Linked DNA regions of Mus musculus: all the other regions are linked to region 4. A link is a contact called in public Hi-C, HiChIP or PLAC-seq and promoter capture Hi-C data. All regions are on one chromosome and are shown on one strand. The core of a region is the stretch at or near the end of the contact, and the rest is flanking DNA. Distances in the headings are between cores, read along the strand shown.

Region 1 (4,213 bases), core at 1,106-3,605, 410 kb before region 4:
ACTGAACTGGAGACCATAAGACAGTGGAGAACCGAAGCTACCACAGCAGTCAGCATGCTGGAGAAAGGGAGGCCTGGGAAGACCGGGAACAGGGGAGGCTTTACACATTCCCTCCAGTGCTTACATTCCCTCCAGTGCTCGCTCGCTCGCTCACGCGTGTTCTCTCTCTCTCTCTCTCTCTCTCTCTCTCTCTCTCTCTCTCTCACTCACACACACACACATTCCATCTTTTCTACAGGACTGTAATATCACTTAAGGAAGGGCAGAAAGAAACTAGGAGTCTTTCCAAAGTATAAATAAGCCCATTTTCCTTTATCAGTTTGTTTCCTTTTTTTAATACAGAGAAACTAGGCAAAGGAGTTGCAGCTAGAAACAACAACAGAAAGACTTTTGTTCAAACTCTAACAAACAATACCTGGAGTGAACTCTACTGCAATATAGCTTCTTGGGGAAAATGGTAACAGTATAAACTCATTTACTATAACAAATACACCACACTGGAGAAGTACATTCATTATGCATGTGTGAGGCAGGGGGTTATCTGAAACATATATGTTACTCTTAACTTTGCTATGAACTTAAAACTGTCCCTCCAGAAAAGCCCCAAAACAAAACAAAACAAAACACCACCCATGAAGATCAAATACATAAGCACCAATAAAGACACCAGTAGAGCAGACAACAGGACAATGCGTCCCCCTAGGCTCCCTTGGCTTACAGCTCTCTCCGGGTATGTCTTTCAAGGACTGTTGCAAGGGACAAGTCCTGACTTCATATTTTCAACCCTTTATATAAAAATAGCTTATCTACCCTGTAAGCCAAAAGGCATATTTCAAGACTAATTATTTAATATCCAATTAATATAAAATTCTATGAACATGCATATAAAACTTCATTGAAATATTACCCTAAAGTTTAACATTTAATATTTTAATGGATTACATTCTAAGTACTTTTATAAAATAAAGACTGGCCAGGCAATGGTGGTGCATGCCTTTAATCCCAGTACTTCTGAGGCAGAGGCAGGTGGATTTCTGAGTTCCAGGCCAGCCTGGTCTACAGAGTGAGTTCCAGGACAGCCAGGGCTACACACAGAAACCCTGTCTCAAGAAACCAAAAAATAAAATAAAGACTGTATTTTAGGACTAGTGAAGTCATGGGTCTTGAAGGGGAACCTACAATCACCACTTTACTAAACCAGCTTAATCCCTAACCATGTTTTAAATATTTATCCTTATACCCACAGTGAATATAGTTCTCACTTCTCACAGAAAACCACAACTGACTAGAATGCACAGTTGTGAAGTTCAGTCCCAGTTGATACATCAACAACACAACTCTTGTACCTACTGATCAAGATCACTGCAAAAGAGGGAGACTGTAGAGATGGAGGAGCAGAAAGTTTGCTGCTAGACTGTGTAGCCTAGAAATGCCAGGGAAACCTTACACATCGAGTCTCAACAGTAAGGCTGCCCAAACTAGACTCAAACAAGGAAAATACCAGCAGACACGCTAATGTGGAACAAAGGACTACAGGTAACTAAGGAGTGCTGAGTGGGAGAACTCAATGAGGTCATATATATATTTGGTACAGAATTTTATATTAACTGGGTACTAAATATATCAATTGATGGTTGTCCAACACTAAATGATCATTCCTAGAAAATCACAAACATATAAGTAACATTATACCTATGAGTAGGTTGTTGTATTCATATGTTCAGGAACACACACACCAGCAATTTTTTAAAAAGAGGCTACAAATTTGAGAGAGAGCAAGAGGGGATATATGAAAGGGCTTGAATAGAGAAAAAGGAAGGAGATAATTTAATTGTATTATAATCTCAACAAACGATGTGTATGTGTGTATTTTTTTGTTTGTTTTTTTCAAGACATTTCTCTATATAGCTCTGGCTGTCCTAGAGCTCTCTATAGGCCAGGCTGGCCTTGAACTCAGAGATCTACCTGCCTCTGCCTCCAGAGTACCAGGATTAAAGGCATGTTCTAGCACTGCTCAGCTCAAAAATTTTTTTCTAAAATAATTATTATAATATATATTATTAATATTATTTTCTAAAATATTATTTCTATTATATTATTTTCAAAATAGGGAAAGAACCCTCAAAACAATACTAGACTATGGTTTTTAAAAATAATTTGTTTTTATTTTATGTGCATTGTGATTTGCCTGCATGCATGTCTGTGAGAGGGTGGTAGATCTTGGAGTTATGGACTGGCCACATGTGGGTGCTGGGAATTGGATCCTGGTCCTCTGGAAGAGCAGTTAGTACTCTTAACCACTGACTGACTCATCTCTCCAGCCTCCTATACTATGATCTAATAGAACTGTGGAATCTCTCATTTCCTTTTCTGTCAGAGTCAAGAGTCTAGCTACCAGCTTAGGCTGGCTGTGAACTCTAAGCACCCTGCTCAGCTTCCCAGTCTTGCTTCTTTGATCTAAAACCAATCGCTCAAACCAAGCATAGTGGCACAAATCTTTAATCCCAGCACACAGAGGCAGAGGCAGGCAGATCTCTGTAAATTCCAGGACAGCTTGGCCTACATAGTTAAGTTCCAGGCAGCTAGAGCTACATAGTGAGACCCTATCTCCAGAAAAACAAACAAACAAACAAACAAACAAAATAATTCATTACATTTCTAAGTCAGACTATTCAGAAAGACTGTTAAATATGCTTCTATACTTTAATTTAGACTTAGATTTCTTAGTGTCTAATCCCTAAGTACTTAGTAAGTAAACAGTAATTTCTTATCTAAAAAAGGGCAGGGGAGAGACAACTCAAATTATTTTGGGGTATTATAACTTTGTTTTAAGAATTTGTTGGAACTGCTGGGCAGTGGTGGCGCATGTGGGAGGTGGAGGCAGGTGGATTTCTGAGTTCGAGGCCAGCCTGGTCTACAGAGTGAGTTCCAGGACAGCCAGAGCTATACAGAGAAACACACACATACAAAAACAAAAACAAATTTGTTGGAAATAGCAGAGTCCTGAAAACCCACATAGTGGTTGAAAGAATAATATGTAAAAATGTTTGACCCACAGAAAGACTCCAACCTTAAGAACAGTGAAGACATTCAGTTTCCCAACAACAAAGCATTTGGAGCAACTTACCACCTGGATAAGGAATTCCACTGGAAAGCCTCCTAACGTCTCCGTGTCAGAGCCAGAAACTTTACTTCTCCAAGGTGACTGCCCCAGTAAAGGATCGCCATCCTGAGAGTCAGAAGGAATCATCTAATCACTGACTGTGTCTTTAAAGGGAACGTTATGTTTAATAAAATTACATTAAAAACCAGTAATGAAGAAACTATTTTCAGAATTGGAGAAATTATTTGCTTATTTTAATATCTGTCAATCAGTTCAACATAATATTGGTAGCTCAAGTCCTGAAGTAGCTGTAATGTGTGCTACATGAGCACACAGTGTGTATACATTCCTGAAGGCGTGTCTATATTACTTACTGTAATTGGTGACTGGAGAGGAGGGGTATAATGTAACCGTGGGGGGGTCATAAAAAACCGAGAAGGCCGCTGTTTTTGTCCAAAGGCAGAGATTGGCATTGTCTCATGAGGCTCATTACTCTTTGAAAGAAGAGAATAATCCATAAAACTTAAGAGAATTTATAAGCATTATACATCAACTTAAAATATAGCAGTCCAGATTGCAGTTATAGTCTTAATTTTCTCTATTTATTTAGAAGTCTATAGGGTCTTTCACATTCGAGGCAAGCACTCATTGAGCTGTATCTCCAGCAGCTATTTATTTATTTATTTATTTATTTATTTATTTATTTATTTATTTATAGAGAGTGTAAGACTGGGGCGGTAACTCAGTGGTTTAGCGATCACTAACCCTGGATTCAATCCAAATCAAGGTACACTTACAAATGCGAGCGTGACCATGTACATGCACATTCATGAATGCACACATAATTTCCACATTACAGAATCAAGACTGATGGGCAACTCAGCAGGTTAATGTGTATTAGAACATTAAAAGACTTAGACTCTAGCCTTCATGTGATTCATAAACAAACAAAACCAAAACCCAGCTTTAGAGCTTTGAATAAGTTAATGACTACTGTGGCAATTTTATCATGCAAACAGTGAAGGTGTTGGGCTGCCCAGTGGGCACAGGCACCCGCACCACACCTGAAGACCTGAGGTCAGCTCTGAGGCGTCACTTGGTAGAAGAGAA
Region 2 (4,001 bases), core at 976-3,475, 450 kb after region 4:
TGAACTGTTTTGTTGTTTTGTTTTTGGAGACAGGGTTTCTCTGTGTAGCCTTGGCTGTCCTGGAACTCATTTTGTAGACCAGGGTGGCCTCGAACTCAGAAATCTGCCTGCCTCTGCCTCCCCGAGTGCTGGGATTAAAGGTGTGTGCCACCACGCCCAGTTCTTTCCACCCCCACCCCTGGACTTTTAATCCTCAGCCTAAAGAATCTGTGTCAGTCCTCTGTGCTCTGTGTCAGTCCTCTGTGCTCTGTGTCAGTCCTCTGTGCTCTGTGTCAGTCCTCTGTGCTCTGCAGATGATTAACGAACAAACGCCCAAAAGGTCACCTGATTCCCCAGTTACTAAGCTCAGTGGTAGAATTCCTGGGCTGAAAATCCATCTTCTTCTTACTACCAAGGAGTCTGATATGGAAGGAAATTTGTTCCAAAGGATGGGAATATAGACAGAAGAGGAAGGCAGGCAGGGATGGAAACTAACATGGGTGTAGGACAAAGGCAGGTTTTCTGTTTGAAAACAGAAAATTAGTTCATAAGAAAGAGGGATGGGGGATGTAGTTCTGTTGGTAGAGTACTTGTTTAGCGTTCATGAAGCCTCGAATTTGATCCTAAGAACCACCTAAAACTGGGAAAGGGGTGCATGCCTGTAACCCCAGCCCTGACTGTCATCCTCAGTTACACACTGAGTTTAAGGCCAATGGTGCACATGAGACAGTCTTCACACACCCCATTCACTACCAGCAAAACAGAACCAGACCACACAACACTTACTGCAAAATCTTGTCTAACTTCTTCCTCTCACAATTTAGAATAATACCTTGCGCAAACTAGCACACTTTTACATCTTGCAGTGAATAAAGAAAAAGTCACAAAGATAAACAGTTTATTTCTAAGAGGCAGCTTTATCTCAAAAATTGTGCAGAGAGAGAGAGTAGTAGAGACAGGCTTTCCTGATTAAAGCAGTCTACTAATGTCTTCTCCTTCTCTCTTCCCCCTTCTGTTTGTTTGTTTGTTTGTTTGTTTGTTTGTTTGTTTGAGATAGGGTTTCTCTATGTAGCCTTGGAACGACTATGGAGACCAGGCTGATCTTGAACGCACAGAGATCCTCCTGATTCTGCCTGTGCTCTTACAACTCAGTAATAAAGACACATTCTATTTCATTTGTTTGAAAATTCTTTGGTGCTGGGTCTAGCTTCAAAGAGAGATACTGATAGTCTACAGAAGAAAGCCCAAAGATGAGCTCCAAATGATAGTCTAGAAATGATACAGTCTAGAAATGATACAGTCTAGAAATGATACAGTCTAGGGATCTTGATTGGATCTGTTTTCACTGATAGTTAAAAGAATGAAAGGGTGGTTCAGGTCTTTAATCCCACGGCTCAGGAGACAGAGGCAAGAAGATCTCTGTGAGTTTGAGGCCAGCCCCATCTACTAAGAGAGTTCCAAGATAGCCAGGGCTGTTACACAGAGAAACCATGTCTAGAACAAACTGAAAGGAAAAAAAAAAAAAAAGAACTGTTAAGACTAGAAGAGTTAAAAGGCAAAGCACAACAAGCAGTAGCAGAATTAGCAGTTAAAAAGGCGTTTATTGCAGGCAGTAAACACACAGAGAAAAAGACCTTCTACAAAACAGAGAGGGGATTTGAGAAGCTGAAAAATCCAGTCTCTTCTTGAGGCCTGGGGGTTGTAAAACCTCTAAAACCTCCCTGACCTACTTTAGTGTTGGTCAGTTTGAAGGCAGAAAGGATGGATGGTTGATCGGTCCACTACAGTTGTGTAACGTGTTCTAATCAGGCTTTGAACTTATTGAACCAGTCCATCAGCAGGTGACCTGCAGGTAGATGATAAAAGCTTGCCAGGTTTTTGTCTCAAATCAGGAGGTTAAAAAAAGCTGGCCATCTTGGAAATTCGCCATGGCTCATGTCCCTGTTTGTCTACTAAGGGTCTGCCCAACTCCTCGTCTCTCAATACTAACAAATCGAAAAGAAAACATAGGTTTGGCATAATGGAACCTACAGCTTCGTGCATGCCAAGCACGAAGCTCTGCCAGCAGAATTACCCAGCGTCAGATATATGACAAAAGATTAGGCTAGGCGACCTGAACTCTCTGCTTTTTGAGAAAAAAAAAAAAATGAGAGTAAGAGTTTCTCAGTAAGTCTGGGTTTTGTGTGTGTGTGTGCGTTTCCTTGAAGAGTTGGAGCACAGAACGGAAAAAACGGAGGCAAGAGCAGCAGTCATAGACGGAAAGATTATCGCTTGGCTGCCAGCAGGAACCGCCACTAGATTAGGCCGGCCCTTGCTCCGCAAAGCCGGACACGCCCTACACTACGCCCAGCGCACAAAGCCCTATGGGACTTGTAGTCTTTCGCCTATCTGCTCCTAGGAGGCGGAGAGACCCTGCTGTACGTAAATGAATCTTTCTTCCCGGCGTCGTCTCGGTTTTCTCCCTTTGCGAAAGGCCTAGTAGGGAAAGTTTGAAAATTCCCGCGGAGTCGGCGCCAGAGGCCGGAACCCTCGCGAGAAGTCCGAGCCCCGCAGCGCGATCTGCGATCGGATCCCCGCCCTGGCCACGATCCTTCCCTGGGCGGAGAGGCTGTGTGTGTGGGGTTCGGGCAGTGCGCCCGGGGTAATGCGCAGAGCGCGGCCCGAGCGGTGCCAGCCCAGTAAGTCGAGTCGCCAGCGGGGAGGACGCGGCGCGGGCGGTGGGACGAGTTCGAAGCCGGGATTGGGCGAAGGAGCACCCGGGGCCTGAGGGGACCGGCGAGAGACTGAGCGAGAAGCGGCTTCCGCGGGCCCGGGGCGCGCGCCGGGCCGTGTCTCCCGGGAGATGCTGTGACGGACCGCACGGAAGCAGCGACGCCGGGGCCCTTGGCGGCCTGGCCCGCGGGCTCAGGTAGGGTGGGGAACCGCAGGCCCGCGCGCCGAGGGCGGGGCGGCCGGGGCGGCGAGGCCCGGGGCCTAGGCCGGGCGCACCGCCTCGCGGGGAAGCGGCGTCCGCGAGCCGCGACCGGTGCGGCTCGTTCCAGCGCTCGGGCGTTAGTTACATAACCCTGGCGGCGGGTGCCGGCACATGGCCGCAGAGTCGAGCCTCCGGGCTCGTCTCCCGCGCCCGCGGGCGGGATCTCCGCCCCCCGGGACGAGTCTGACTCGAGACCCCGGGCCGTCAGGGTGTAGCGGAGCGATGGAGACCTTTGTGGGGCGTTCCCCGCGGACAGCCGCGGGCGCTCCGAGTCTCTCCGGCGTTGGCGTGAGCTCCACATGGTCCTGTGCTTGGCTCGGGTGAGTCCTGGGCGGGGGAAAAAGTTTCACTCGCGAAGCGGGCCACAGGGCTGAGTGGATCTGGTCCAGGACATCTAAGAGAACCGTGTCCGGAGCTCATCTGCGAGCTGTAAGGCCCATGACTTTTGCCTTTGGTTGACTTTTTGGAGAGTCGACTCTGCTTTTTGAATTGATAGGTACACACATGGTCCTTTTGAGACAGGTGGTTTTTGTTGACTTTGTGGAACCTTTCTTTTTGGTACCGTGAAGAATCACATCCAGGTCCTCACACATGTCAGGCAAGCGCTCCACCACTTGAGTTGTGTCCCCAGCATGGGATCTTGTGATTTTTCGGTTCCTAAAGCAAACGGCAGCCATTCTTAGAGGTGTGTTGTTATAGGAAAGTGAGCGTTGTTATTTTTGTTTATTTTTGATGCCAGTGATCGAAGCTACCACCTCGAGCTTATTAAGCTCGAGCCCCGCCACTGAGATCTAACCAAGTCGCTGAGTTTGGGTGCTTTTTTTTTTAATAGACAGTTGGAGACATTTTTTAAAGAGCGTGGATTCTTTAGAAGAAAATATAATTTGGTTTTTGATATACTAAAGAATCTGTGGGCTTTAAGAACTGTCTTTAACTGTCAGCCTCCCAGAAGACAGACGTTGTTGGGTGAATTTACCTATTTCAAGCGGTGATGTTTGTGCTATGGGGAGACTACATTCCGTGATTTAGTTTGTAGTTTTAGTGGTTC
Region 3 (4,290 bases), core at 1,790-4,289, 500 kb before region 4:
CCCTCTCCAAGGTCTTACACAGCTGAGACCTGGCCTTGAACTTCTGCTCCTCTTGCAAGAGGATTGAACTAGCAAGTTCCAGGACAACCAGAGCTACACAAGCCCTTCTCAAAAACAAGAACAAAAGAAGAAAAAACAAAACTGCTGGGCATGCCTTTAGTCCTAGCACTTGGGAGGCAGAAGCAGGCAGATTTCTGAGTTCCAGGCCAGCCTGGTCAATAGAGTAAGTTCCAGGACAGCCAGGAGCCAGGGTTACACAGAGAAACCCTGTCTCAAAAAAAAAAAAAAAAAAAAAGAAAAAGAAAAAGAAAAAGAAAAAAGAAAACTATAGGCTAATTTGTTTGATAAACATAGAAAAATTCTTAACAAAATACCTGCTAACTGAATTTAGGAGCACATTAAGAGGATTATACATTATGGCAGAGAGGATTTCATCTCAGAATGGCAAGGTTGATTTAATCTATGCAAATCATTAAGTGTAACATACCATATAAGTACACTTAAGGACAGAAACCACATAATCATATCAATTGATGTTGAAAAGGCATTTAACAAAGTTCAACATGATGGAAGTTCTGAAGTCTTTTTTTTAAGGTTTATTTTATTATATATATATATATATATATATATATATATATATATATATAATATATATATATATATTATATTTTATTTTGTGTGTGTGTGTGTGTGTGTGTGTGTGTGTGTGTGTACACATTGTTTTCAGGTACACAGAAGAGAAAATTAAATCCCATTACAGACATTTGTGAGCCACCACGTGGTTCTGGACCTCTGGAAGAGTAGCCAGTGCTCTTAACTGCTGAGCCATCTCTCCAGCCCCCAGAGTTTTGGAGCCTTTAGGGACAGGACATATCTCAAGACAATAAAGGCTATATCAACAACCTACAGCCAACATCAAGTGGAGACAAACAGAGCATTTCCTTTAGAGCCAGGAACGAGACAAAGATGTCTACTCTCCCTCTCTTATTTTATACAGCGCTTGAATCTTTTTCTCTAAATATTTATTTTTATTTCATGTATTCATGTGGTTTGCCTGCATGTAAGTGCACCATGTGCATGCCTGGTGCCCAAAGAGGGTGCTGGATGCCCTGGAATGAGATTACAGAGGTTATAAACCATCACGTGGGTACCTGAGCCAGTCAGGTCCTCAGCAAGAGCAACTCCATTGCACTGAGCCATCTCCTCAGAGCCACAACCCCTCCCCCTTGGCTTTTTTGAGACAGGATTTCCCTATGTATCGCAAGATGTACTGGAATTCTCTATTTAGACCAGGCTGCCTTGAACTCATAGAGTTTTGCCTGCTTCTTTCCCCCGGCAACCACTCCTGGTTAGTGCTTGAATCTAGATATACCAAGTTGATAAAGACAAGACAAAAGGATAAAAGAAGGAAGGGAAGAAGTCATACCATCCTTATTTACAGACTACATGGTTCTTCACTTATTTAAAGATTCTGTTCCGGGGCCTGGCAAACACTAAGTGGATGATCACAGTCAGCTACTGGATGGATCACAGGGCTCCCAATGGAGGAGCTAGAGAAAGTATCCAAGGAGCTAAAGAGATCTGCAACCCTGTAGGTGCAACAACATTATGAACTAACCATTAACCCGGAGCTCTTGACTCTAGCTACATATGTATCAAAAGATGGCCTAGTCGGCCATCACTGGAAAGAGAGGCCCATTGGACAGGCAAACTTTATATGCCCCAGTACAGGGGAACACCAGGGCCAAAAAGTGGGAATGGGTGGGTAGGGGAGTGGGGGAGAGGGTATGGGGGACTTTTGGGATAGCATTGGAAATGTAATTGAGGAAAATACGTAATAAAAAAAAGAAATAAAAGAAAGAAATTGTAAGAGGAAAAAAAAAAGATTCTGTTGAGTCAACTAGAAAACTCTTGGATCTAATAAAGACCTACAGAACATTGGCCTTAGCTGGCCTGAAACGATGTAAATCAGGCTGGCCTTGGACTCTCCCCTCTGCTTCCTGGGAGCTGGGATTAAAGTCATCATCACGCCCAGCAAGAATTGCAGAAATCCAACACCAAGGAAATAAAACTGCCAACCAACAAATGGGCAAATGAACTCGATAGTTTTTCAAAAAACACAAATGCCCAAGAACAATCTCCAAGTGTTCAATGACTCGAGCCGTCAGGGAGATGCAAAGTAAAACCATGAGAGACGTCCATACACTAGCCGCAGAGATTTTGCATGTCCACGTTTGTTGTGGCTTTATTCACTGCAGAACCGGAATCAACCAAGTTGTCCACGGACAGATGAATGAATAGTGAAAACGTGGCACATACATTCTCTCCAGGAAGTTGAGAACTTCAGACTGACATTCACAGACAGACTTGCCCCCCCTCTCCAGTTCTCCTTGGTCCACAGCAAGCATGCCCCTTACTCAACAGCAGGTACTCTCTGAGTCAAGAAGCCTTGCTTCATGGGGAAGTCTTGTCTGTCATTTCCATTACTGATTTGGACCACACAGCCCTTGCACTCTTTACCAGAGCATCAGCAGCTACTTCTGTGGCCATTTGCTTCTCAGAGAAAATGCAAAGTTCCCATAGTTCCCATTCATGCCTTTAATTCCAGCACTCGCAAGGCAGAGGCAGGCGGATTTCTGAATTCCAGGCCAGCCTGGTCCACAGAGTGAGTTCCAGGACAGCCAGGGCTACACAGAGAAACCCTGTCTTGAAAAAAAAAAAAGTTTGTGTTTACTGTCCAGCTCAATGGGTTTCTGGCAGCTGGCGGGCAGGAAGGGTCAGACACCAGGTTCATCTTGACACAGCCAACTAACTCCCTCTGAGTTAATATGTTAAAGAGCCTAGTTTTAGTAAGTTGTTATTGAATGCAATAGAGTCCCTGATGCAAGAAGCGGCTCCCAAGCTGATGTGGGCAGGCTGATGACACTCCTGTCCCCAAGGACAACACCTGGTTGCACGTGCCAGGATGAGGCATGAGCCTGTGAGCCTGAGTCTGTGGCTCTGTGCCTACCCACATCTTCCACACAGCTCAGGCACCAGGGCAGACTGCACTCGCACTGCCACCTGTGCCACGCTGGACTCTTTAGCAGATCACACCTTCCTGCTTGCCCAGTGCCAAAGTCCACTCTACTTCCTGCTAGTGAGGTGGCACGCCTTATGATGAGGGAGGCACCTACCTTTCTTGTTGGAATTGGAGGAGACCATGGTAACAGACAGCAGGCAGGGGGCACCAGTTCCTCTGGCCAGCTTATTGGTGCAATGTCCAAATGGAGAAAGGGTTCGCTTGTCCACATCCTGCAGCAAGGTTCTGGGACTGCTGTACCTCAACGGTCTACTGATGGGGGTGGGGGATAAAGGCCAAATGAGGCAACTTCCCATCCCATGGTAACTACCATTTTTATTGCACTGCCTGCCAAGGCATTTTACACACACCTTCAACCTGCCAGGAAAGACCTTCAGAGATAGCTCTCATTTCCTAGACCATGAGCTCACAGGTCAACAGGAGCACAGAGTATGTCCCCTGATGTGTGGCAAGTGTCAGGTTTTGGGGTTGGTCTTGTAATATTATGTCAGCTGCAGTGGGATGCAGCTCAGCTCTTAAAGCATGAGGCCTTTCCATTCAGAAAGCTCAAACTGCTATGGTGCTTTTTTTTTTTTTTCTTTTTTTTTTTTTTTTCTGAGTCAGTCTTGCTGTAACATACAGCATATAGCCCTGGCAGGCTTACCACTCAGTGTAAGTCAGACTTAACTCATGATCCCCTCTGTGTGTGTGTGTGTGTGTGTGTTTAAGCCCCAAGGCAGGGATGGGCTTGGGCTTCTCAAGGAGGAGCCACACACACACACATTATGTATATATGTGTCTGAGTATATGTGGAAGTAAATTTGGGCTCCCTGCAAAAATAACAAGGGCTTCTAAACTCTAAGCCCGAGGGTCAAATGACCCTTTTATAGGGGCTGCATATCAGGCATTTATGATTTGTAACAGTACCAAAATTACAGTTGTGAAGTAGCAACAAAAATACTTTTATGGTTGGGGGTTGCCACAACATGAGGAACTGTGTCAAAGGGTTGCAGCATTAGGAAGGGTGAGAACCACTGGTCTAAGCCATCTTTCTGACCCTCATCCTCCCCTCCCCTTCCCCTTCTTTGACATAGGGACTCACTCTGTATCTGTAGCTCAGAGATTTCCGCAACCTTGGCCATGGTGTCTCTTCGCAGCAACAGAACAGTGACTAGAAGAAAAACAGCTCCCCTGTGAGTCCAACTCTAGAAGACCTGACTTCCTCTTCT
Region 4 (3,941 bases), core at 824-3,323:
CTCAGTCTTTGGGAACTGTTTTATTACTTATGTTCTGCATATGCTGAAGTCTTAATGCTTTTTTGTCCCTTCAAAGTTGCTGTGCTAAAATACAAACCCCCATGGTTATAGGTTAAGAGGTGGAGCCTTGGGGCAGTGATCAGCCCACAGGAACACAGGCCTCATGGATGAGATCAACAAGAGGGAGATTTCAGACCTAGGTCTACTGATTCTGCGCTGTCTGCCACGTAGTCATCATAGAAGGATACTATATAAGACTACCTATAAACTAGGACGCAAGTCCTCTCCAGACAGTAAGCCTGCTAAGGTCTTGATCTTGGGCTACCCAGCCTCCAGAACAGCGGAAAAACACATTTCTATTGTTATAAGTTGCCTGCCTCTGGTGGTTTATTATAGCAGCCTGAATGGACTGAGACAGTGGCCTGTCTGTGTTAGTTGTAAGTCCTGTTCAATAGAGAAGCCTCCATTACAGCACAATTGGGCTTTTTCAAGTGTGGTGAGCATGCCCAGGTCCAGAACTTCTGTCCACAACTTCCACATGATAAGAGTCATCTGTAGTAGAGAAGGATGGTGCCCCTACAGGGGGAGGGACAGTGGACATGAGGAGTACTATGGGCTATCATTTCAATGTCAAACAGAACAAAATGAAACCCACACCACCTCAAGCCGAGAAGGGAGGCAGAGGAAGGAAACACTTACTGTCTGTTCAGGATCCACGCTGCCCCCTGCCCCCTCATTTCTCTGTAATGTGCCATGTTCCTCTGAAGGCCCTCACACTATCCTTTCACAGATGAGGAAACCGAGGCCCAGCAAGGGTAAGGAACTGCAACAGACAAGCAGAAGAGGGAGATTTCGGACCTCCGTTCATGCGTCTATGCTATCTGCCAGGTAGAACCCACTTTCTCAATTGTGTTAAGGAAAAAATTCAAGATGTTGAGCTAAGTCCACAGACTCAGAAGTAGGTTGGTGTCTAACAGGGTCAGGGAGAGGGACAGGAAACCTTTCAATTATACAACTGCCTTTTATTTTTTAAGCAATGGGCTGTTTTACAATCACACAAGCCAGATTGGCACACATTGAAGTCACTAAATACCTTAAATTAAAATGATTACTTTTTTGCAGTGATGGTGGTGGTGAAGACATGGTCTCTATATAGCCTGGCTGTCCTGGAACTCACTCTGTAAACCAGGCTGGCCTTGAACTCAGAGATGTGCCTGTCTCTGCCTTTCCGGTGCTGGGATTAAAGGTGTACACACTGCCCAGCCGTATTTTTTTCTTTTAAAGACAAGGTCTAATGTGTCCCAGGCTGGCCTCGAACTTGCTATGTAACTAGGAATGACCTTGGACTTCTAGTGACAGGATTACTCAGCCATGCATACACCAGAATTGAGTATTAAACTCAGGGTTTCCTGCATGCTAGGCAGGCACTTAGTTGAACTACATCCCCAGCCCTACAATGACAATTTTATGTTATACGAATTTCACAGTAATTAAAGGAGAAATAAAGCTACATGAGATAATGACAACTGTGGCAAATTGTTGACAATTTCAACTCACTCCACAGACCGATCCTGCGATCACAACCCCTCCCTGCCCTCACCCCGAGGCTGATTCCTAGATCTCGTTGCAATTTTATCCCAGTTCATATTTACCCAGAGCTCCCCATGTATGTCGCGGAAGCACTCTGGAAAAAATCAATCAGGAGAAGGCTCCCGATGTTAGCTTACTTTAGACTCCATTTTAAAGTGCATGAAACCGGAGGAGGGAGGGGCAGCAGAGGCTCCTGAAATCACAAAGCAAATACCCACCCCTTGTCCCAGTGGCGCTGCCAGGCCCCTAAGAAAAGGCACTAGCCAACTTCAGATTTCAATGTCAGTATGATGCTGCGGTCTCCAGGGCAAGACACAGCGAAGGCCTGCACCTTCTGCACCCAGTGTTTTCCTGTAAACCGACGATGAAGGCGCAAGTGCACAGGGGAACCTGGCACCGCCCAAGGGACGGGACAGGGGCGGAGCCAGGAAGTGGGCGTGTCCCCCACCGGGGGCGTGTCTGAGGCGCTGGCGAACCGGGGCAGTGGGCGGGGCCGGCGCTAGCCCAGGAGAGGCGCTCCGCCCGCGGCGTAAACTCTACCCCGCGCCGCGGCGGAGCAGGTGAGCGGAGGGCGGGGGCTGGGTGTGTGCGGCCGGGTACCTGTCACCGATCGCGGGTAGCCGGCAGCATGGAGAGCCCGGATGCAGCGAGGCCCTTCGTGCGCACGCCCCTGACCGCTGCTTCCGTTGCCCTCCCGGGGCATCAGGGTCTGGGCTCCAAGCTGCGGCCCCTGCGGCGATCTCGGCCTCTGCGGCCGGCTCAGGGGCGAGGAGAAAGTGCTGGGGAGGCAGCAGTGCGGCCGGCCCAGAACTGGGGCTTGGAAGGAGCGTAGGGTGCAGCTCTGGGCCTCTGGCCGCGTCCGGGTGCCCTCGCGTCCCTTCCTGCCTCCAGAACCCCAGGCGCGGAGTGAGGTGTTAAAGGGCCAGTGCACGTGGGTCTCACCGCTGTGTTCACCAGGCATTTTGGTCCCTGCTACCCAGGCTCTGACCTGGTCTACCTGGGCTCTGCTACAGATGGGAGTAAGAACTTCTTCCTGTATGAGGAGCGAGGCGCCCAACAGGGCCTGAGGCAGGCGTTCTGTTACCAGCTGTGTTCAGTGTTTTGTAAATCCCTTAAGGCAGTAGGGAGACGCCCAGAATCAAGCCTCTGAACCGAAGGAACTCGGCAAAGCAAGAGCTAGTTGCCACTGAATTATACTGATGAAGAAACTGCGCCTAGGGCTGAGGATGTAGCTGTGTGGTAGAGTGTTGTTAGCCAAGCATGCATGCGGCCGGCCAGGAGAGGAAAAGGAGGGTGAGAAGAACAACTCCCAGAACTAAAAAGTGCGGTTGCCCAAGGTCTCCTGTGTAAGATACAGGGAAACCAGGCTTAGAGCCTGCTGCCTGGGCCTCTGTTTCTGCTATCCAGACATAAGTCCTTTGCCAGTTAAATGAAATGTCCTAGCACCTCTGCTTAGGGATTTTTCTTTAAAGATATGAATGGTTGTGAAATGACTGCATCCATTTACTGATGGAGGATTAGAGAGCCTCAAAATCAGAACAGATGCAGACCAATTTAACTCCGTCCCCAGAATAGTCTCTTGGAGTCAGAGAGACGCAACCATTCAGAATAGGTGCACCTGCTGGCTGTATAGTCCCTCTGTGGACACCTAAGCCTCTCAGGCCTTCAGCCAAGACTTTGGGCAGTAATTAAAGGCTCTGTATAAGTTGCTTCAGGTGTGTAAGCTTCAAGTTTTCCTTTAGGTGTGGGTGGCTCTGTGGAAGCCTGAGAAACAGAAGCAGATCCTGTGTTTTCCGTTGGTGAAGGGGCCAGCATCCCGACTTTAGCCTAGAGGTGACCGTCTGGGTTCATTCCTTGGCTCCCAGGACAGTGGCTAGAATCAGGTGGGCAGGGATAGAGTGAAGAATGGCAGAGGTGCAGGATGGGAAGGAAGCTGACAGAAAGTAGGTGTGGGTGAGTGGAGGTGCGGACTGAGCTGGAAGCCGGGTCCGGTTTGGAGAACTATCTCCTACTATGTAGACATGCCCCATACCTATGCCCAAAATATAGGCTGTACATCCATTCGTATGTGGAAATGAATATTTCTGCTCTCTGAGAAGGCAAAACAGACTAGGATGCGGAATGCTGCCAGAGGCTGCCGCTGCCGCTGTGTCAGCCTGGAGCAGTGTCTAGCCATACCCTGTCCAGTGGCTCTTCTGTGGTTGCTCACAACTCCACTGCACAGTTTGCCATGTAAGAGTCTCTCGCCAGACTTGGTCTCTCTGGGTTGTTGATGATAATAACCATGTGACATGCCCATGTGATAGGAATTGGACATTCATGATAAAGAGCCATTTTTTTCCCAGTGGTTA
Region 5 (3,932 bases), core at 743-3,242, 400 kb after region 4:
GTTTTGATGTATGCTTAATGTTTTAATAAATACTTTTTAAAGATTTATTTATTATATATAAATACACTGTAGCTGTTTTCAGACACACACTAGAAGAGTGCATCATATCCTGTTACAGGTGGTTGTAAACCACCATGTGGTTGCTGGGATTTGAACTCAGGACCTTCAGAAGAGCAGTCAGTGCTCTTAACCGCTGAGCCATCTCTCCAGCCCCTAATAAATATTTTTTTAAAATTTATTATATGTAAAGGTACTGTAGCTGTCTTCAGACACTCCAGAAGAGGGTGCCAAATCTTGTTACAGATGGTTGTGTGCCACCATGTGGTTGCTGGGATTTGAACTCAGGACCTTCAGAAGAGCAGTCAGTGCTCTTACCTGCTGAGCCATCTCACCAGCCCCTGATGTATGCATATTTTTGTCCTTCCTCTTTTCTTTTCTTTTCTTTTCTTTTCTTTTCTTTCCTCTTCCTCTTCCTCTTCCTCTTCCTCTTCCTCTTCCTCTTCCTCTTCCTCTTCCTCTTCCTCTCCTCTCCTCTTCTCTCCTCTCCTTTTCTCTTCTTTTCTTTTCTAGCTGTGTAGTAGCCCTAGCTGGCCTGGGACTGGATGTGTAGCTCACGCTCCCCTTGAGTTTCGCAGGTGCTCCTGCTTCTGTCTCCTAACTACCAGCATCACAGACATGTACCACCAGGGATATCTTAACCCAGGGCTGTATGTGTGCTGTGCAGATGCACACGTTTTTGTGTGTGTACAGTGAGTGTGTGCAGGTGTGTGCACACCTATAGCACAAGCATTCAGAAGCCAATGTCAGGGCAACTTCCTCAGTTGCTCTCCACCTTACCTTTTTTTTTTTTAAATTATTACATGAATTTATTTTGTGTGTGTATGTGTGTATGTATGGGGGGAAGGGTACCTGCACGCCATGACACACATGTGGAGGTCAAAAAACAACGTGTAAGAGTTGGTGAGTTGGGTGGCTAGCAGGTACATTTAACCCCTGAGCCAACTTGGCAGTCCCACCTCACATTTTTGGAGATAGGGTCTTTCAATGAATGCAGAGTTCACTGATTCTGTTAGACTATCTGGTCATCAAGCCCCAGGCTCCTCTTTCTCCCCATCCTAGTGTTGGGATGATACCTACATCCAGTTTTTTATGTGGGTGCAGGGGATCTGAACTGGTGCTTGTAGACGAAGTGCTTCACTAGGCACTCTCCTGACTCTCAGCCTGGCCAGTGGTGTTTAAAGTGATTTTTTTCAAACTGGCAAAGTCTGCATCATCTAAGAATTTGGAAAAAGCTGTTGTGGGGGCTTCATTCCAATTCTACTCCATCAGAAACTCAGGTATGGGGGGCTGGTGAGATGGCTCAGTGGGTAAGAGCACCCGACTGCTCTTCCGAAGGTCAGGAGTTCAAATCCCAGCAACCACGTGGTAGCTCACAACCATCCATAACAAGATCTGACTCTCTCTTCTGGAGTGTCTGAAGACAGCTACAGTGTACTTACATATAATAAATAAGTAAATCTTTAAAAAAAAAAAAAAGAAACTCAGGTGTTTTAACAGATTCTCTGCATGACTCAGATGCACTCACCAACTTGAGAACCACTGTCTTAAATGAAGACACTCAGAAAGAAACAGCTAGTGAGTGTGAGCCAGGCCAAATTAAAACCACACCCTCTGCTCCAAGTGTCAAGCCACGAACCACTTTGGCCAAGACAAGTCTACCCACCCCATAGACCTGGTTATTCTACCTGGGAACAGGGGCAAGGCCACTGGGGCAAAACTAGTTAGTACCTGTGATGGAGCTAGTGGAGAGCTCCCCGGGATCCTGCATCTCCTTGTTTTGTTTGCTAATCTCTAGGATCGATCAGTGGTTTACTTCCTAGCCTAGCAAGAATGGTTGGCAGGCATCTGTGTTGGTGGAAGCAACCGTGCCCTGGAACACTGAGATCTGGCTCAGCACAAAGGAAACAGTGTGGGCCTGCTAAACAGCTTGGGAACTGAGATAGCACAAAACCACCAGCGATCCCCCAGGAAGGGGGGGCGAAAGCCATTCATCGCCTGTTCTGATAAACACCCAAGTCACAGAAGAAGCGTAAACAATGCCATATCGGAGGCTGGAGGCCGCATTCCCACACTTAGAATTAATAACCGCTAGCACGGCCTCAAAGGAGAGAAGGCAGTTCTTTAACAGCATCTGGCTGCGCTCTGGGCAGAGGGTGGGAGGGCAGGCAGAGAAATCTTCAGAACCGGGAGAACCAAAGTCTTTCTGAAATTTTTTGAAATAAAGAAAGTTCTACTTTTATCAGAAAGTGCTCTGAGCAGGAGGCTGCCACAGTACTAATAACAGCTGTAAACCTGCCTTGTTGGAGGCTAGGAATTTAGAATTTATACACAATGAAGATTGGAAAAATAGCCAGAAAGCAAACCAGCTCCTTTGAGTTGGGAATGCTTACAGCAAGCTTCAGTTTTGTTTTAAGGATCGGGGGAATGAACCCAGGCCTTTGCATATACTCCTGAGCTATATTCCCAGCCCTTTCTGGAATATATTTTTGGACCACCCTCGTGCCCCATTTAAGGGAGAACAGAAAAGAAACCAGACTGATCCCAGGGAAACCAGGCTCAGGAGCCTACATGCTTTTTCCATAGAATTTATGGGATTGGAGCTCAACGTTGGAACACCTGGAAGGAGCCGTTGCCAGTGGTAACCATGGCTGCCTGGCCTTGGACTGCTGCACCTTGCAGCCCATCAAAGCAGATTCGAAGTAAGAGCCTGTGCTCAAGGTACCTTGCTATCAGAGTAGAAAAAAGATGAAGGTAAAAAGCTCAGAGGGCAAGGCTCCACAGAGGACAGCGCCACCTGCTGTGGATCCAGCAAGAGAAGGTGGAAGGGGCTTTATCTCTGCTTTGATCCCAACAGTTTTGCAGCTGTGAAGCAGCCCCACTTAAGGCAATGTCCAAAGCCCCTGGAAAGATACCACCCATACTAGCTTTGTGATGGTGGAATATGCCTTTAATCATAGCATTTGGGAGCAGAAGCAGGCATATTTGAGTTTGAGGCCAGCCTGGTCAACAGATTGAGTTCCAGGACATCCAGGGCTACTCAGAGAAACCCTGTCTCAAAAACAACAACAACAACAACCCCCAAAACAACAAACCAAATCCATTCACAGTAGAGAGGTGGCTGATTCTGTTCTTTGATAAGCTCAGTATATCTATCTGTATCTGCTTTAGCAAAATGTTTCTTCACCTGTCTGCCCCAGCCAAACACCATCTGACACAACTGACTTTCCAAAGAACCCTTAAGCTTCCACTTCAGTGACCAAGCCCACTTAGTCAGTCAACAGGGTCTTGAGGGAGGGAGTGAAGATGAAAGAGAAAAGACAACTAGACATCATTATAGCATGACTCCAGCAAGCACCGAAGCAAGTTTATTTTATTTTTTTCCCAAGCTGCTTTTATACCACATTAAAAGTCCGTGCAAAGAATACAATTTGTTCCTTCTGCTTATCAACATTTTTAACACCTGCTATATGTGAAGCTCTGTGCTAGAGTCTGTCAGCAAACATGAGTGAGGCAGAGTGTCTGACTCCCAAGAACTTACAATCTGGAAGAAAACAATCACACACCACCCTCAGCTTCACAGTGAGTTCAAAGCTAACCTAGCCATGTAAGACCCTGTCTCCAAAATATGGGTGTGTGTCTTTCTACCAAATGAAAAATAAAGACAAAATAAATAAAACAAGCATGTATAAGAAAGGAAAGAAAATAAGAAAAATAAGTAATCAAACACAGGGTTTGAAAAATGGATTTCCTATTGTAATCTTTCCTTTCCATCCATTCTCAATTTTATAAGTATTTACTAAGCATCTACAACACACTGAGAGCAGGACTATTAGAAACAAGATGCTCACTGGGGGGTGCACAGCTCTGCGGGA
Region 6 (3,856 bases), core at 636-3,135, 350 kb before region 4:
TGCCTCGCTGCTGTAAAGAAATGGCAAAGCACAGCCCTAGTTTGATTTCTATTGCTTTGTCAAAACATTGACAAAAAGCAACCAGGAGGAAAAGGTTTATTTCAGCTTGAGGGAAGCCAAAGCACGAATGCAAGGCAGGAGCCTGAAGGCAGGAACCGAAGCAGAACCAGGGTGATGGAGTCTATCGGCTTGCCTCTCCATGGCTCACTCAGCCCAAATTCTCTCATCTAGGCTTGTCTTTCTGCATGCTGTTGCTGTGACGAGACACCATGACCATGACAACTCTTATAAAGGACAGCATTTAACTTGGGCTGCTCCACTTTAGAGGTTTAGTCCTTTCTTATCATGGCAGGGAGAATGGTGGTGTGTGTGCATGGTGCTGGAGAAATAGCCGAGATTTCTACATTCAGATCTGCAGGCAGCAGGATGAGAGACTCTGGCCTTGGAGTGGACTTCCTGAAACCTCAAAGCCCACCCCCAGTGACATACTTCCTCCCAACAAAGCCACATATCCTAATCTGTCAAACAGTTCCACTTCCAGGGAACCAAATATTCAAAGCTATGAGCCTATGGGGCCATTGTCATTCAAACTTCCACAGAGCTTTTCTGACCCTTAGAGGGAATGCCATCTCAAAGTGCACCGTAGGCTGGAGGCCAAGCCTTCTATACATGGCCTTTGGGGGCACAGATGAGACGCACAGCTCTCACTGTGAGTGGGTAGGGAGTCATGAGGGGTGGAGCAGAGGCCCAGCACAGGGCAAAGACACAGAATCACAGAGGAAACACAAGAGAGCAAGCGGGAGGCAGGAGCTTAGCTGTCCCAAGTGCCCAATATGACCTCTGCAGTCATGGAGGGCCGGCCAGGCCTGCAATTAGCACCAAGAGCTGCTGTTTAAACTATTCTGAGCAACAGCTTCTATTTCTGTGCTGGTTTACAGCTTTCTTCACAAAGTCGCAAAGAGTGGAGCAGCTAAGGGAGGCTTAGCAACGGCCTGCAGCTGTTAAGTCCTTGAGATCATGGATCCTGGGGATGTGGATGAGCACCGAGAATCCCCGTGGGAAGAGTTTGCATTCCTCAACTGCCTTCTCCCCAGAGCATGGCCACTCCCCACTTCTTGGTTTTTGCTGAGACAGTTACCTCCTCTAATCAGGTTGCAAATGTACTTTCTGTAAATGGAACACAGCATGTGGTCCCAACCTTGGCCAAGGAGAAGAGAGGTGTGTGTGGATTCGTGGGTCGCTTGCTGGATGGAGATGCTGGGAGCCTTGCAGCCATGATGGGAGGAACCCAGAAACCTCACTAACAGGTTCTGTAATAGTCTTCTTGACAGGGGGATCCTATGTGTGCCCTTAAGGCAGGTGTTGGGCTTTCTGATAGTAGCCAGAAAGTAGCTCAACTAACAGGTTGGTTCTCTAAACTCTATTCAGGAAGCCTAAGCACTCTGGTCTTACCTGACTGTCCCTTCTCGTCCTGAATTTCTCTTCATGTCCAATGTAAAGAAAAGCCAATAGCAGGTTGAGTCAAGATGGGGCTATTTCTTTACTGGAAGGGTTGGTCTGGTCCCATTAAACTTTGTCTTCTTATATTGTGGAGGGGTGTGCTATATAGCTACTTCCTTTGAACTGAAATAGTCCTTCATAGAGGCCCATAAGAATCAGGAAATGAAGGAAACCTTTAACACCTAGGAAATTCCTGAAGTCGGTCTGATTCACAAGGCCCACCCCCCCAAGGTTATAAGCAGCAATTTAGTGCTAAGAAGCCTTTCCTGTGAGGACCCACAGCCCGCAGGCTGGGTGGAGCTTCCGGGATGCAGCTTGCATGGGTTGTCATCCATGCTGAGAGTGGGCTTTTGGTAATGCAGCTGTCTTGACCCCTTTGTAACCTCTTATGCTACTGTAATGACCCAGAAACCCTCACAGGCTCACTAAGCTAGGCTTGGGTGGAGTTGTTTCATTGGTACCTTGTTAGTGCAGCCTGGGACAAATGGCCATTTGTTTACATCTCCCTAAGAAAAGTTACACTTCAGTGGGGTAGGATGGTTAATCTCATTTGTCAATGTGATTCGATAGGTCTAGAAGATTGGTTCTTAACCTTTCTAATGCCGTGACTCTAAAATACAGTTCCACATGTTGCAGTGACTCTCCAACCACAGAAAGTATCTTTGTTGCTATTTCATAACTGTAAGTTTTCTTTACTCACTATACATCACATATGTATATATGTATGTATATGATCACAGTCCCCCTCTCTCTCCTCTCTTCCCAGTCCCACCCATACAAATCCCTCCTCCCCTTGGGTCCCACCACATTCTAGGGCATCTAGTCTCAGCAGGACTAGGCACATCCTCTCCCACTGAGGCCCAACCGGGCAGTCCAGGTCAATAAGGGGACCCAATGGCAGGGAACAGAGACCCAGACAGCCCCTGCTCCACTTGTTAGGGGACCCACATGAAGATCAAGCTGCACATTTGCTACAACTGTGTAGGGGGTCTAGGTCCAGCTTCTGCAGGTTCACTGGTTGGTGGCCCAGGGTGCACTAGCCTTCACGGTCCCAGGTTAGTTGACTATGTGGGTCTTCTTGTGGTCATAAATGTAATTTTGCTACTGTTATGGGTGGCACTGTTCCCTGGGTTAGGATCCTCAACTGTATACAGTGCTGAGCTGAGCACAGCTATTCATTGTTCTTGATTGGAGATGCAATGTGACCAGCTGCTTATAGTTCCTGCTGCCTCAACAGACTGTACCCTAACCCTTCCTGGGGTTGCAGAGATGGTTCAGGTTGCTTCTGTAGGGGAACTAAGTTTGACTCACCCTCCCGCAAACACACTCTCCTTAAGTTGCTGATGTCAGGGTGCTAAGACAGGGGTAATAAGAAAAAAAAAATACTTGGAGAAACACAACTTCTCTAGAGTCTCAACTTCCAGACTCGCCAACTCCTTAAGTGCCATGAAGCACCACCTATGAGAGCTCCAATGTCTTCTGGAAAAGCAGTCCTCTGGAGCTTCAAGATGCAGCTCATCACCCAGAAGCTGCTCGGTGGATGGTTCAAGAAGCCAAGGTGGCTGGCTCCATTCTCATTTTATCCAGGAACATAAAGAGCAATAGGTATCCCTGGGACATTGGGGACACCAAGAAGGCAGCACCAATGGTCACCTGCCCATCAAACCACTCGGAGAAACAAAACCCTTTAAAATTAGGTTTCTGAAATTCCCAACAAATGCTAGAATCATAGAAATCACAATTCAAAACTTTGGTTACTGGTTGTAACCCAAAGTAGCACGCTGGCTTATTCAAATCTAGAAAGCCCAGCCTGGTCCCTGGGTGAGTAACAGCGCATGGCTAAAATTAGCCTGGCCATCTGCTGAGACAGCAGCTGCCTATTCTAAGCCCTTGAGAGCCTGCCTGGAAGTGGGGCTGGGCTTCCCAGGGAAAGAGCCAGAGAGGCCTATGGCCTCGTGGTCAAGGGGAGGACAGGTCAGACAGTTAAAGACTTAAAGGGAGCCAGGTTCATAGAGATTGGAAATGCAGTGCTGGATCCAGATTGTATTTCCTAGCTTCTTACATTCTCAGGATGTCAGATGGATAGTGGATCGGCTGATTTAGAAGACTGTCACACTGTGTTTGGGGACTCAGATGACCTATGGAGTTGAAGGCTGTCTATGGACCCCATCTCTCATTTCTGTCCCGAGAGTATTGTCCTTCAGAGTAAAGACTATTTAAACGATTAACAGTCACTCATCCCCAGAAAACCTCCTCCTGAAGTTTGCTGGACTTAAAATTGCAGTCAACGCCCCTATGTGACCGCCCCAGCCTTACCTCTGATTGGACACAAAGCCTTAGCTGGTCCTTTTGCCAT
Region 7 (4,196 bases), core at 1,603-4,102, 430 kb after region 4:
CAGTGGACAGACATGTCAGAACGCTGCAGCAACAGGAGACGCAGGACACTCTGGTCTCCTGCTGGAAGAAAGACCCTGAGAAAGTCTATCTCCATCTGGGCAGGGGAATTAATGGTCCCCGGCCTGATTCTGTTTTTATCCTGTGGCGATCGCCTGGAGGACTGTTTCTGTGTGTGTCTGGTGTGTCTCTCTGTGTTCGGACTTGGACTGATGACTGTTTTGAGAATCATGGGACAGACACTACCCATCCCTCTGGGCCTGTCCTTTTCTCTCATCCACAGGTCCCCTACTGGTTGGTACTTATGCCCTCCGGGAAACACCTAAGAATCCTGTCAGACCCCAATGCTGACCTCCTCCCTTCAGATCCTCCACTGCCGCCCTACCCCCTACTCTCCAACTCCAGGGAGCAGCCTGAAGGGCACAGGCCATCCTTGGATCGCCATCCTTGGATCGCCAAGGTGGCAGACCAGGGACCCTGCCCTTGGACCAGGAGCCAAAGGAGTTCAGCATGGCCAGCTTCAGGGCCGTTAACTTGGGGCTCCAGGCACGGGCGCTGCACTCCTGCACCTCCTCGGACTCCATGCTGAAATTTGCCAAAAGACCCTCACTCACAAAGACCACAGAGACCAAGATCGCTGCAAACTGCAAGAGGCTTTAATTATTGATCCAACACGTTGTGCCCTCACCCCCTGCCCCCCACCCCCCCAGCATGCAGGCAAGAGGAGAGACCCTGAACAAACAAAGAACATATTTTTTATGCCTTGTAAGGGGCAGATTTAGGCAACACGTCTAGCTGACTTATTCTAATTGGCGTAGCAAGTAACCCTTTCAGGCATTGGTTGGTTTGCATAGGGTGACTACCTTTGGCCTAGTCTCTCACTCTGCCTGCCCTTATGTTTTTTTTTCTCAGCATTGTTTAGTTGACCAGCTTCTTTATCTGGCTCTGCACTTGGCCTGCTAGTATAGTTTGGAAAGTCCCTTCAGAGGGGGAAGGGGCTGGGTGGTCTTGAATTTATTTTGGATTCTATATACCCCCTCCCCTTTTCTCTGGTGCATTTCAATCTTGAAATGATGTCTCACTTTGTTGCAGCTGTTGATATTGTTGCCTAAGCATCAAAACTTGTACTGTTCTTATGAGTTCTCGAATAAAAGCTTGTAAGTGATTAAGGGCGCATGGGCCAAAGGTTAAGAGCAGAAGCAGGATAAGGGGTAGTAAGCAGGACTAGGTAGGGACCCTTCCAGCGAGGCTCAAGGGTCTGCGCATGATGCAGGTGCAAGTAGACCAGATCTCTGACCTGGAACTGATGGGATGTCTTTTGAGTACCCAGCTCATAAGCTGGAGCCAGTTGTGACCAGACTTCTTTCTGCACCACCCGCAAGCCTTTTAACCTAGCATACAGATCATTATTACTACAATATGTGGGCTCAACCACATTATTTAAGGCAGTGAGGGGCGCAGGAACCCCATAAAGGATCTCAAAGGGAGTAAGACTGAATCGAGAGGAGTGTTTCTGGTTCTAAGTAGGGTGAGGGGGAGGAGCACCACCCAGTCTGCACCGGTCTCCATGGTTAATTTTGTCAAGGTCTCTTTTAGGGTTCTATTCATCCTTTCTACCTGTGCTGAGCTTTGAGGTCTGGACACACAATGCAATTTCCATTCGACCTCTAAATACTTGGCCACCCCCTGACTTACCTGGGCAACAAAGGCAGGGCCATTATCTGACCCTATTGCTTTTGGCACTCTGAACCTTGGAAAATTTTCTTCAATAATCTTCTTGATGACCATCTGAGCAGTCTTCAGGACTGGGGCACTGTTGCGTGAAATATTTAAAAAGCCATCCGCATTATACCAGCAGTGAGCATTGGTGGGCAAGCCAATGCCTGGCTGGCTTGGCCTCATCTTGGCAGATTCTCTGACCCAGAGCTCCAAAATCTCTTCACCCAGCTCACTAAATTCCTATGGCGGTCACTGCCACGTCAGCCCCATGCTTCCAAATTCCAGTCACTGGCTGGGGTGCCCCACCACCATACCTTTCTCTGGAACTGCTGCGTGAAGGAAACACCACACAATCTTAGTTTAGAATCAAAAGGCAACACAATCCCTGGGCACAACTAGCATCCTTATGTGTGAGCCATTCTAAACTAAATCCCCTGGTAGTGGATCCCAAAGGATCCGGGGTCTCTACCTACATTTTGGCCTCCATCAACTCCCCATTCAAAAGCAAATATCTTTCTCCTGCTTCCCCTCTTCCCCCCCCCCCCCCTCTCTCAGAACTAAATCTCTAACTCTCAGGCTAAGAATCCTACATTTCTAGTGGATTCTTGCCTGCCATGTTGGGCACCATCTATTGTGAAAGGTATGACAGCAAAGTGTGGGTTTGTAAGACGTGCTCCCCAAAAGGCTGTGGGAGCCGGGCAGTGGTGGCGCACGCCTTTAATCCTGCACTTGGGAAGCAGAGGCAGGAGAATTTCTGAGTTCAAGGCCAGCCTGGTCTACAGAGTGATTTCCAGGACAGCCAGGGCTACACAGAGAAACCCTGCCTGGGGGGGGGGGGGGGTAAAGGCTGTGAGAATTTAGAAGTGTGAGGCTTGTGTGGTAGGAACCCACCAATGGGAACTTAGTGAGCTGGGTGGAAAGATTTTGGAACTCAGTGTCAGAGAGTCTCCACGAGATGAGAACAGGACAGCCTGTGCCTTGCCAGCATAGCATGCATTGCCTTTTTTTTTTTTTTTTTTTACTATTTCATGCTACAAGGGACAAATCAGCTGTGAGGTGTGAGGCAGAGCAGAAGTGTAGGGTGATTACCAGATTTCTGGTCTGAGTTACTTGAGGGTGTTGTTATTAACTAGATGCTAATTTCAGTCTCATGAGTCATCTTCCTGTCACTGCACTACCAAGTCTCAGTGATGATGGGGCACGAAGCTGAAGCCACACACCCATTTTCACTCTGTGCACGAGCCTAGCTGGCGGCAGGAGCCTGACTTAAGTGCTGTTGGTCATCAGCTTCCTGCCCATTATGAAAGGCCACGCCTGTAACACCATCACCATTTTGGACAGGGCTCTGGGGCTTCTTGCCCCACCTTGACAACTCCCTGAGACAACCAGGGTAGGGTCATGCGTGGGTTTCCCTGAAGAAAGGTTCAGATTTCTGATAGTGTCCTGAGATTCACAATGCTCTTGCCTCAAGCCTCTCAAGTGCTGGGATTACAGGCATACTCCATCAAGCCAGCTTGCTTCTCACTTTAAAAAAATATTATTTTTATGTCTTTGGGTGTTTTGTCTATGTGTATAGGTCAGCCCTACCTGTGTGCGGTGCCCGTAGAAGAGAGAGGTTGCAGCATCCCCTGCAAATGGAGTTATAGATCGTTCTAAGCCACCATGTGGATTCTTGGAATTGAACCCCTGTTCTCTGGATTATATGCTCAACACTTAACTACTGAGCATCTCTGCAGCCTTTGATTCTCACTTTTGTTTGTTTGTTTTTATTTTTTTTCTGAGACAGGGTTTCTGCATGTAGCCTTGGCTGTCCTAATACCCACACTGTAGACCAGGGTAGCCTTGAGCTCAGAGAGCCACCTGCCTCCACCTCCTGAGTGCTGGGACTAACAGTGTTGCGCCATTACCACACAACTGATTTCTCACTTCTTGAGAAGACCTTTTCCCTTGAGGGGGACAGTTAAAAGGAACCTTTATTAATCTAGTCAACTTCCCATCACCAGGCAAGCTGGGGTATCTAAAGGTCCTACCCAGGCTCGGCCGAGTGGAGCAGTTGGGCAGAATGCTGAGCCCAGGGACAGCACTCATGAAGACCCCAGGATACACCTTTCACCCACCTGAAGGAGGGGGATGACAAAAAGCAAGCAGATCTGTCTGAAGCCAAAGGGCTATAAGTAGGCATAACAACGGGCATTAAGTAGATTTAGTAGGACGAGTAGCAGGCATTCTAGAAGGATCTCTGGAAATCAGTCTATAAAGACAGAACAGAACTTGAAGGTGACTGTTGAAGCAACTCACTTGAACCTAAGTGGCTCAGCAGCAATGGCCCTCCTATTGTGGAGCCGACACTATACCGCACAGCAGTAGTGCAGATTAGGACTTTAGGACATGCTTTTTCCGGAGGTAAAACAATTACATTCGTATACTTAAAAGACTTATTTAAGTTCTAAGTGCTGATGAAATAGTAGGTAATAATACA

What was found. Promoter capture Hi-C pulls out the DNA fragments that hold promoters and counts their contacts. Hi-C and Micro-C count contacts between places; a contact is called where the count stands out from the background. HiChIP or PLAC-seq counts read pairs in DNA pulled down with a chosen protein or histone mark.
Region 1: an H3K4me3 HiChIP or PLAC-seq map of bone marrow-derived macrophages shows a contact between it and region 4, with 2.3 times the contacts expected there. The contact joins the enhancer-like site here to the promoter of Psen2 in region 4. A contact is called at or near these places in 10 of 39 promoter capture datasets (the C10 cell line, the HPC-7 cell line, cranial neural crest and 5 more), 1 of 15 datasets of contacts at CTCF or cohesin (pro-B cells), 3 of 115 datasets of contacts at active chromatin or transcription factors (astrocytes, bone marrow-derived macrophages and large pre-B cells) and 1 of 9 other capture datasets (adipose tissue).
Region 2: a contact with region 4 is called in a promoter capture Hi-C map of pre-B cells, with 3 times the contacts expected there. The contact joins the promoter of Ahctf1 here to the promoter of Psen2 in region 4. A contact is called at or near these places in 15 of 39 promoter capture datasets (the 3T3-L1 cell line, the HPC-7 cell line, cranial neural crest and 8 more), 1 of 15 datasets of contacts at CTCF or cohesin (the NIH/3T3 cell line), 1 of 484 Hi-C or Micro-C datasets (muscle stem cells), 11 of 115 datasets of contacts at active chromatin or transcription factors (the 230-238 cell line, the SCID.adh cell line, astrocytes and 6 more) and 2 of 9 other capture datasets (embryonic stem cells and pancreatic islet).
Region 3: a FOXA1 HiChIP or PLAC-seq map of pancreatic cancer cells shows a contact between it and region 4. The contact joins the enhancer-like site here to the promoter of Psen2 in region 4. A contact is called at or near these places in 22 of 39 promoter capture datasets (the 3T3-L1 cell line, 3T3-L1-derived adipocytes, the C10 cell line and 12 more), 4 of 15 datasets of contacts at CTCF or cohesin (embryonic stem cells, large pre-B cells and pro-B cells), 59 of 484 Hi-C or Micro-C datasets (the AtT-20 cell line, B cells, the Ba/F3 cell line and 35 more), 28 of 115 datasets of contacts at active chromatin or transcription factors (the HPC-7 cell line, the SCID.adh cell line, T-cell acute lymphoblastic leukemia and 15 more) and 3 of 9 other capture datasets (embryonic stem cells, liver and macrophages).
Region 5: a contact with region 4 is called in a Hi-C map of the G1E-ER4 cell line, with 4 times the contacts expected there. The contact joins the enhancer-like site here to the promoter of Psen2 in region 4. A contact is called at or near these places in 20 of 39 promoter capture datasets (the 3T3-L1 cell line, 3T3-L1-derived adipocytes, the C10 cell line and 12 more), 1 of 15 datasets of contacts at CTCF or cohesin (embryonic stem cells), 2 of 484 Hi-C or Micro-C datasets (both in the G1E-ER4 cell line), 17 of 115 datasets of contacts at active chromatin or transcription factors (astrocytes, craniofacial prominence, embryonic basal ganglia and 8 more) and 4 of 9 other capture datasets (adipose tissue, embryonic stem cells, liver and 1 more).
Region 6: a contact with region 4 is called in an H3K4me3 HiChIP or PLAC-seq map of bone marrow-derived macrophages, with 3 times the contacts expected there. The contact joins the enhancer-like site here to the promoter of Psen2 in region 4. A contact is called at or near these places in 7 of 39 promoter capture datasets (the C10 cell line, HPC-7-derived erythroid cells, cranial neural crest and 3 more), 1 of 15 datasets of contacts at CTCF or cohesin (large pre-B cells), 4 of 115 datasets of contacts at active chromatin or transcription factors (bone marrow-derived macrophages, embryonic forebrain, fetal liver and 1 more) and 3 of 9 other capture datasets (adipose tissue, embryonic stem cells and liver).
Region 7: an HNF4G HiChIP or PLAC-seq map of pancreatic cancer cells shows a contact between it and region 4. The contact joins the enhancer-like site here to the promoter of Psen2 in region 4. A contact is called at or near these places in 4 of 39 promoter capture datasets (the 3T3-L1 cell line, hippocampal neurons, liver and 1 more), 3 of 115 datasets of contacts at active chromatin or transcription factors (embryonic forebrain, fetal liver and pancreatic cancer cells) and 1 of 9 other capture datasets (embryonic stem cells).

The regions. Positions count from the first base shown.
Region 1 is chr1:180,668,148-180,672,360 of GRCm38.p6, reverse strand. Lin9 (lin-9 homolog (C. elegans)) reads right to left here. Exons shown (of 15, transcript NM_001103182.2): 9 at 3,478-3,597; 10 at 3,128-3,229. Among named protein-coding and RNA genes, the nearest start is that of Mixl1, 27 kb to the left of the region's middle. Within about 2 kb of position 2,355, at least 2 of the 459 cell types and tissues checked have an H3K27ac peak or open chromatin away from gene starts, as enhancers often do. A contact at or near this core is called in bone marrow-derived macrophages, where this site is marked.
Region 2 is chr1:179,802,239-179,806,239 of GRCm38.p6, reverse strand. It overlaps Ahctf1 (AT hook containing transcription factor 1), which reads left to right and starts at 2,225. Exons shown (of 36, transcript NM_026375.2): 1 at 2,225-2,887.
Region 3 is chr1:180,756,815-180,761,104 of GRCm38.p6, reverse strand. No RefSeq gene overlaps it. Among named protein-coding and RNA genes, the nearest start is that of Gm38293, 9.7 kb to the left of the region's middle. Within about 2 kb of position 3,039, at least 29 of the 459 cell types and tissues checked have an H3K27ac peak or open chromatin away from gene starts, as enhancers often do. A contact at or near this core is called in the AtT-20 cell line, liver, olfactory sensory neurons and 1 more, where this site is marked.
Region 4 is chr1:180,254,432-180,258,372 of GRCm38.p6, reverse strand. Psen2 (presenilin 2) reads left to right here and starts at 2,073. Exons shown (of 11, transcript NM_001128605.1): 1 at 2,073-2,150. Gm31728 (predicted gene, 31728) reads right to left here and starts at 1,968. Exons shown (of 3, transcript NR_168339.1): 1 at 1,809-1,968; 2 at 700-823.
Region 5 is chr1:179,852,536-179,856,467 of GRCm38.p6, reverse strand. No RefSeq gene overlaps it. Among named protein-coding and RNA genes, the nearest start is that of Gm31668, 24 kb to the left of the region's middle. Within about 2 kb of position 1,992, at least 59 of the 459 cell types and tissues checked have an H3K27ac peak or open chromatin away from gene starts, as enhancers often do. A contact at or near this core is called in the G1E-ER4 cell line, the HPC-7 cell line, adipose tissue and 2 more, where this site is marked.
Region 6 is chr1:180,604,275-180,608,130 of GRCm38.p6, reverse strand. No RefSeq gene overlaps it. Among named protein-coding and RNA genes, the nearest start is that of Mir6904, 19 kb to the right of the region's middle. Within about 2 kb of position 1,885, at least 24 of the 459 cell types and tissues checked have an H3K27ac peak or open chromatin away from gene starts, as enhancers often do. A contact at or near this core is called in bone marrow-derived macrophages and embryonic stem cells, where this site is marked.
Region 7 is chr1:179,827,812-179,832,007 of GRCm38.p6, reverse strand. No RefSeq gene overlaps it. Among named protein-coding and RNA genes, the nearest start is that of Ahctf1, 26 kb to the right of the region's middle. Within about 2 kb of position 2,852, at least 41 of the 459 cell types and tissues checked have an H3K27ac peak or open chromatin away from gene starts, as enhancers often do. A contact at or near this core is called in pancreatic cancer cells, where this site is marked.